2 separate regions of the Danio rerio genome follow, and region 2 is linked to region 1. The links are chromatin contacts, called in public HiCAR-type maps. All regions are on one chromosome and are shown on one strand. Each heading gives the region's core, a stretch centred on a gene start, on an enhancer-like site or on the middle of the called end of the contact. The rest is flanking DNA. Distances are from core to core; before and after follow the strand shown. Region 1 holds the start of si:dkey-103i16.6. Region 2 holds the start of polr3b (polymerase (RNA) III (DNA directed) polypeptide B).

What was found. HiCAR-type assays count read pairs that join an accessible place to other places.
Region 2: a HiCAR-type map of caudal fin shows a contact between it and region 1, with 5 times the contacts expected there. The contact joins the promoter of polr3b here to the promoter of si:dkey-103i16.6 in region 1. A contact is called at or near these places in 7 of 18 Hi-C or Micro-C datasets (caudal fin, embryo, hematopoietic stem cells and 1 more) and 2 of 4 datasets of contacts at active chromatin or transcription factors (caudal fin and embryo).

What each region holds. Positions count from the first base shown.
Region 1 is chr18:16,624,879-16,627,830 of GRCz12tu, forward strand. si:dkey-103i16.6 reads left to right here and starts at 1,528. Exons shown (of 7, transcript NM_001044708.1): 1 at 1,528-1,693.
Region 2 is chr18:16,773,314-16,776,265 of GRCz12tu, forward strand. polr3b (polymerase (RNA) III (DNA directed) polypeptide B) reads right to left here and starts at 1,370. Exons shown (of 28, transcript XM_021467775.2): 1 at 1,209-1,370; 2 at 1,063-1,095. The coding sequence starts at 1,274.

The sequences.
Region 1 (2,952 bases), core at 278-2,777:
TGGACATTGGACTATAATTGTTTGCATTTATTGGAAGTCTCTTTTAATGCCTTCACAATTAATGATTGCATAGCAGTCAGAATAAAACAAATGAGCTCATGTGTGGGACAAACTCTGGACCTTTTGGAATTTTATCAGTGAGTGGTGAGTTTTTCAAACCACCAGATTAACCCCCCACCCCACCCATAACCCCACCCCACCCCTGGCTACAGGCCAGTTTTTGCTGTTATTCTCCCAATTTTCTATTAAATTATGAGGTTCGAATACTGCATTTTAGAGATATTTTTAACATTAATATTTGCTGCATTAGCTTGTTGGATGATGATCATGACCACATATGTTGATGCAACACAAAAATATTTCCTGCAATTTTGTCAAAGTGCTTGCCATAAATAAAACACAAAGTGTTTATTTAGAAATGTGTGTTTAAACTGTGATTTATTACAGTTTTATAAGTAATGTTATAAGATTAAAACTTGAAATATTTTAAATAAAATCTGAAAAAATGCTTATTTTTAAAATACAAATTTATTAGTATTAGTATTAACAAAAACAATTAGGAATATTTTAAAACTCATTAAAAAACAACTAAAAAACATATAAAAAACTGTAGCCTGTAGATAAATAACAAACTGGGCAGTTGTTACATGTCGCCTTTAATTTCATTGCATGTTGTGTGACTATTATTAACATTTGTAGGCATAAACTTTAGAAATTTTAATGTTATTAAGTTAATCACAGTAACTCTAGTAGGTTAGAATGAAAACCCTAAAACATTGCATGTAACATGAATTTAATTATAATTTTTTTTGCACAGAAACCATAGGTCCGGCGATCAGTGTTCATTTGTAGGAGAGGCTTGTGTGTTGTTGGTAAAAAAAATAAAAATAAATGGGTTTATCTAACCCCATTACTTTGTTTATTATTTGGTCACATCCAAAAAGTATTACTTTGTGCCCCACTCTCCCCTATGTCCATAAGCAAAACAAAACAAACAATTTACAATTTTTTACATGTTGTGTGACTGTTTTGAACAGGCATTTAAACAATTCTAATTGTAATGTTATTAATCACAGTAACTTCAGTAGGCTAAAATGAAAACCCCCAAACTAGGCCTATAGACCATTTCAAAGTGGTCATGTCATTGACCCAAGAACATTTCTGCTTGTTGTCAATCTATTTCATAACTGTAACAAGAGGCAATTCAATCAACTTAATATTAAAAATCTATCACAACATTTTTAATCAATAAGTGACTCTTTTTGGATTTTTGGAACCTATGAAAATTAAAAATGTAAAACAGAAAATATGTTGGGACCATTGTTGTTGTTTACACGCATGTAGTAATATATATATATATATATATATATATATATATATATATATATATATATATATATATATATATATATTAAACCAGCAGTCCTCATTGGCTGTTGATCCGCAGCAGCTGTCACAGGGGTGTTTTCCCGCTCTAATTCATAAAGTGACGTACTTCCTGTATTGTCACACTGCTTCTAATGTCTTGCGGGAACGCTGGACTTGCACAGATTCAAACATGACATCTATCTAGCGTTAGATGTCGCCTACATTTTCCTTTAACTGACGGTTTGCTGTGGTGAGGGATTTCATCGGTGCCCTTTGCTCGTTTTGACGGTCTTCCCTTCATCCCTAGTCGGGTAAACAAATACAGGCAAGTAACAATTTACATAGTTTTAGGATTCACTTAACATTTGAAAAGCAAATTCTAGGTTTTTATTCAAAACTAGAGACTCTCGTTTTCTGAATGGCACGTTTTGAGCATTAACATTGGGCAGTTTTGTTATGATGAGCTCCTGTGTTTGATGCAGCAGTTCCACAGAATCTGATACAGTGTTTACTTGAAACTCATACAGTAACGTTAGTCTGTACAGTAGGCTATACGCGAATAAATGTGCAGAATATTGCGTAAAAGAGCGGCATGGACGAGTGTTACCTTATAAACATGGAGAAACACCCCAGGTGTTTTTTCATCTTCATTTGCACAGATATTTTGCTTATTGAGTTTTCTGTACAGTGCCTATGGAAGATCATCATATCCTGTGAAAATCTATACCTTTACTCACATTACACCCAGCTTTAAAAGTAAATGTAAAGTTGGTTTTATATCTGCACATTCAGGCATTCTCATTAATAATACAGTTTCAGAAAAGCATTATTTGTGAATTCTAAACCTGGAAATCATATTAGCAGCCAATGAATATCAAAGTAACGTACAACATTGTTTAAAGTCAACTAAATAGAGCTAATGTTGTTTTGAAGTCATTCTTGTGATGTAAGACTGATTGTTCAAATTAGCATAGTAAACAATATAGGGACCATTGAATGTGCTAATATAAAACCAACTTTACCCCAATCTTTTAAAAGATCTTCCAGATAAAGTTGTAGAAATTTCAAAAAGCTGCAAAAACCTTTCAAAGGCTGAAAAAGTTACACTAAAAACGCCAGGTTCCACACAATTCCTTTATGTTGTTCTAACACAAATCAGTTAACTGTTTTTACAAATGTAAGGCAAGGCAAGTTTGTTTATATAGCACATTTCATACACAGTGGCAATTCAAAGTGCTAGAATAAAAGAAATAAAAGGAATAAAAGAAATAAGTGTAAGAAAAATAAAAACAAATAATAAAATGATAAAAAAACTGATAAAATGTGTTGAAAGAGTGAAGAATGAAAGAGAAGAGATATAAGTAGATTGAACTTAAAACAATTAAGTTGTCACAAAAAACTCAAGAACTGTGGAATTTTCATTTTTCTTCAGTTTAGTGTCTTCATTCATCAGTCACACACTCACAGCTGAATGAACCGCCAACATATACAGCAGGTGTTTTACACAGCAGATGCCCTTACAGCTGCAAGCCTGCAACCCAGTACTCGGAAACCTCCATACATTTTCATATGTGTACACACACA
Region 2 (2,952 bases), core at 120-2,619, 150 kb after region 1:
ATTTTTAAATCATCTCTTAAGGCACTTTTTAAGGGTGGTTTTTATTTGACTTTTATATATTTTTTAGATATATTATTATTATTTTATGCGTTTTAATTAGTTTTATTATTACAAGTTTGCATTTATTCTTGTGTCTTTTACTGCTGCACATTTTATGTCTGTAAAGTGCCTTAAGGTGCTACTTTTAAATGCGCTACATAAAAATAAAGTTAATTATTATTATTATCATTATAAAGTATTTTTTTAAACGTCAAAAATACCTTTTTTTATCATTATTATTTTTGGTCATATGTTTGATTACATGCAATACTGAGGTAAAGTTGGTTTTTAGTTCACAAATTCAGACTTTCTCCTTAATAATATAATTTTAGACAAGTATTATTTGCTAAATCTAAATATTAAAATCATATTAGCAGCTGATGACTAAAAATACAACACTGTTAACAGTCAATTAAATTGTGCTATCGTTAGTGTAGCCATATTTACATGTAATTTCAGACAGAATGTTATCAATGAACTAATGTGCGAATACAAAACCAACTTTACCTCAACACATGTAAATATTGCGGTTGGGTGATAAATTAAGTCCAACTATGCACTGAATTATTGTAGAAAAAATTGCTTGAATAATATTTATTCAAGAAGAAAATATTGTTTAACCTTGGCTATATTATATAAAAATGCCACTTCTATACCAGACTGCCTGTTGGTTATACATTTACAAATTCAGACTTTCTCCTTAATTATTGTCTCAGAAAAGCATTATTTGCAAAATCTTAATAGTGAAATAATATTAGCAGCCAATGACTATAAAAGTACAGCATTATTAACAGTCAAATTAATAGTGCTAATGTTGTTTTGAAGTCATACTTGCATGCTATTTTAGACTCTATATTTAAACTAGTTCGATATTTAAACTAGCGTGATGAACTATATAGGGACCGTTAAATGAACGAATGTGTCATTATAAAACCAACATTACCTCAAGAAAATAACTTATGTGGCTGTCAGTCCATAATTTATGTATAATTAATGATGACAAAGCTGCTAAATTTACTCTACCTTCAAAAAGGCTGGAAGCAGCTTCCACTTTTCCTGCAATAGAAAATGGGACATGACTGTTACCTTGAAATGCAAAAAATAAATCACAATGATTAAAAACACTTATGTTGTTTTCTGATATTAGCACTCATGTGATCTTCGCATACCTCCACAGTGTCAACAGGAGCAGCGAGCTGCTGGGGACTCATTTCCCCGAACTCCTCTTGCAGCATTTTTGTGACTTGTTGAAATGTCAATAAACTGCAAACGCGGATAATCTTATAAAAATTAGGAGACCATCATACACGCCGCCGCCAGGTGAAAAACACTCAGAACGGAAGTTTGCGCTACACGTGAAAGCATGCGGTGTAACGTGAAAAGCAGACCGGGAGAAACGTTTTACGAGTATTGTATTGGTTCCACATATTTCATATTTTTAATGATACCTCATATCAGAGACATTTATGGGACATTCTACCAAACGTACACGCTTGTCCTTTACGCGTGTCGTCCTTAAACAACTGTACAAAAACAAGCATAAAGTCATGCTGCTCAATGATAGAATTTGTATGATTGTTTGTATTATATATTTGTAGTTTTTATTTGTAGAGTTTATTAATAATTTCATGTTTTTAATCAATACAGCATACATACACTTACATATTTTTAAAACACAAACACTTACTCCACCTGGACCTAAAAAATAATAAAATATAATTAATTAATGACTAATTAATTAATCAAAATAATAAATTAATAAATAAATAAATAAATATAGGGATGCACGGTGGCGCAGTGGGTAGCATGTTTGCAACACAAAAAGAAGGTCGCTGGTTTGAGTTGGGTCAGTTGGCATTTCTGTACATGCCGTACAGGTGAATTGGGTAGGCTAAATTGTCTGTTGTGTATGCATGTGAATGAGTGTGTATGGATGTTTCCCAGTGATGGGTTGCAGCTGAAAAAGCATCCGCTATGTAAAACATTTGGGTCCGTGTACATTTTGTTCATTTGTTTTCCATTTTCAAACGGAATAAAGGAAATGGAGAAAACGGCCGTTTTTCCGTTTTTCTTTTGCTCACGAGAAAACGAAAAAACAAGATTTTGGCTGGATTTTCGTTTTTTGGTTTAGGGTAGGAAAACGGATAAACGACTTTAAAATTCATTTTACACATGTAGGCGGTGCTGAAACGCCCACTTTCCTCTAATTGGTTAACCAAATCTGCGCTCGTGACGTCACCCTCAAAATAAAAGCCTTACACGCAGGCTTTTAATTATTATTATTTAATTATATATATAAACAAAGTTTACATATTCTATCATTTGAACCACACACAGTTAGCAGGCTTACATTCATTGCGTATGTATAAATTAAATAAAAACGTAAAGCAGTATTTATAGACATTTGTCATTAAAATAAGGTCATAGTTCACTGCCAAGCTTCTTGCTGCTGTGCACCTGATGCTGAGCAAAGAAAGCCATTTCCGAGCAGCACCTGGTTTGCATGATTGTTTCAGAGCAAGGGCTTTATAATAATAATAATAATAATTATTATTATTATTATTATTATTATTATTATTATTATTATTATTATTATTATTATTATTATCAGTTACTAGTGTTTTTATTGTTTGGTGTGTTTTTTTTCTTTTTAATAATTGTTACCAGAACCAGAATAAGAACACTTTGGGCCCTGCTATAAAAACAAAGGGTACCATTTGTTTTCATTTATTTATTCCTATTTTAATTATATATTGTAATTATTTATTTGATAATTAATACTATTTTATTGCAACGCCAAAGTAGGCCTGTCTTATTATTTTTTATTTTATTTAATTTGCTGTTATTGTAGGCTAGATGGCAGGCTTTAAATATTTTAAATAACATTTACTCATAACCTTACTAATTCGAGAG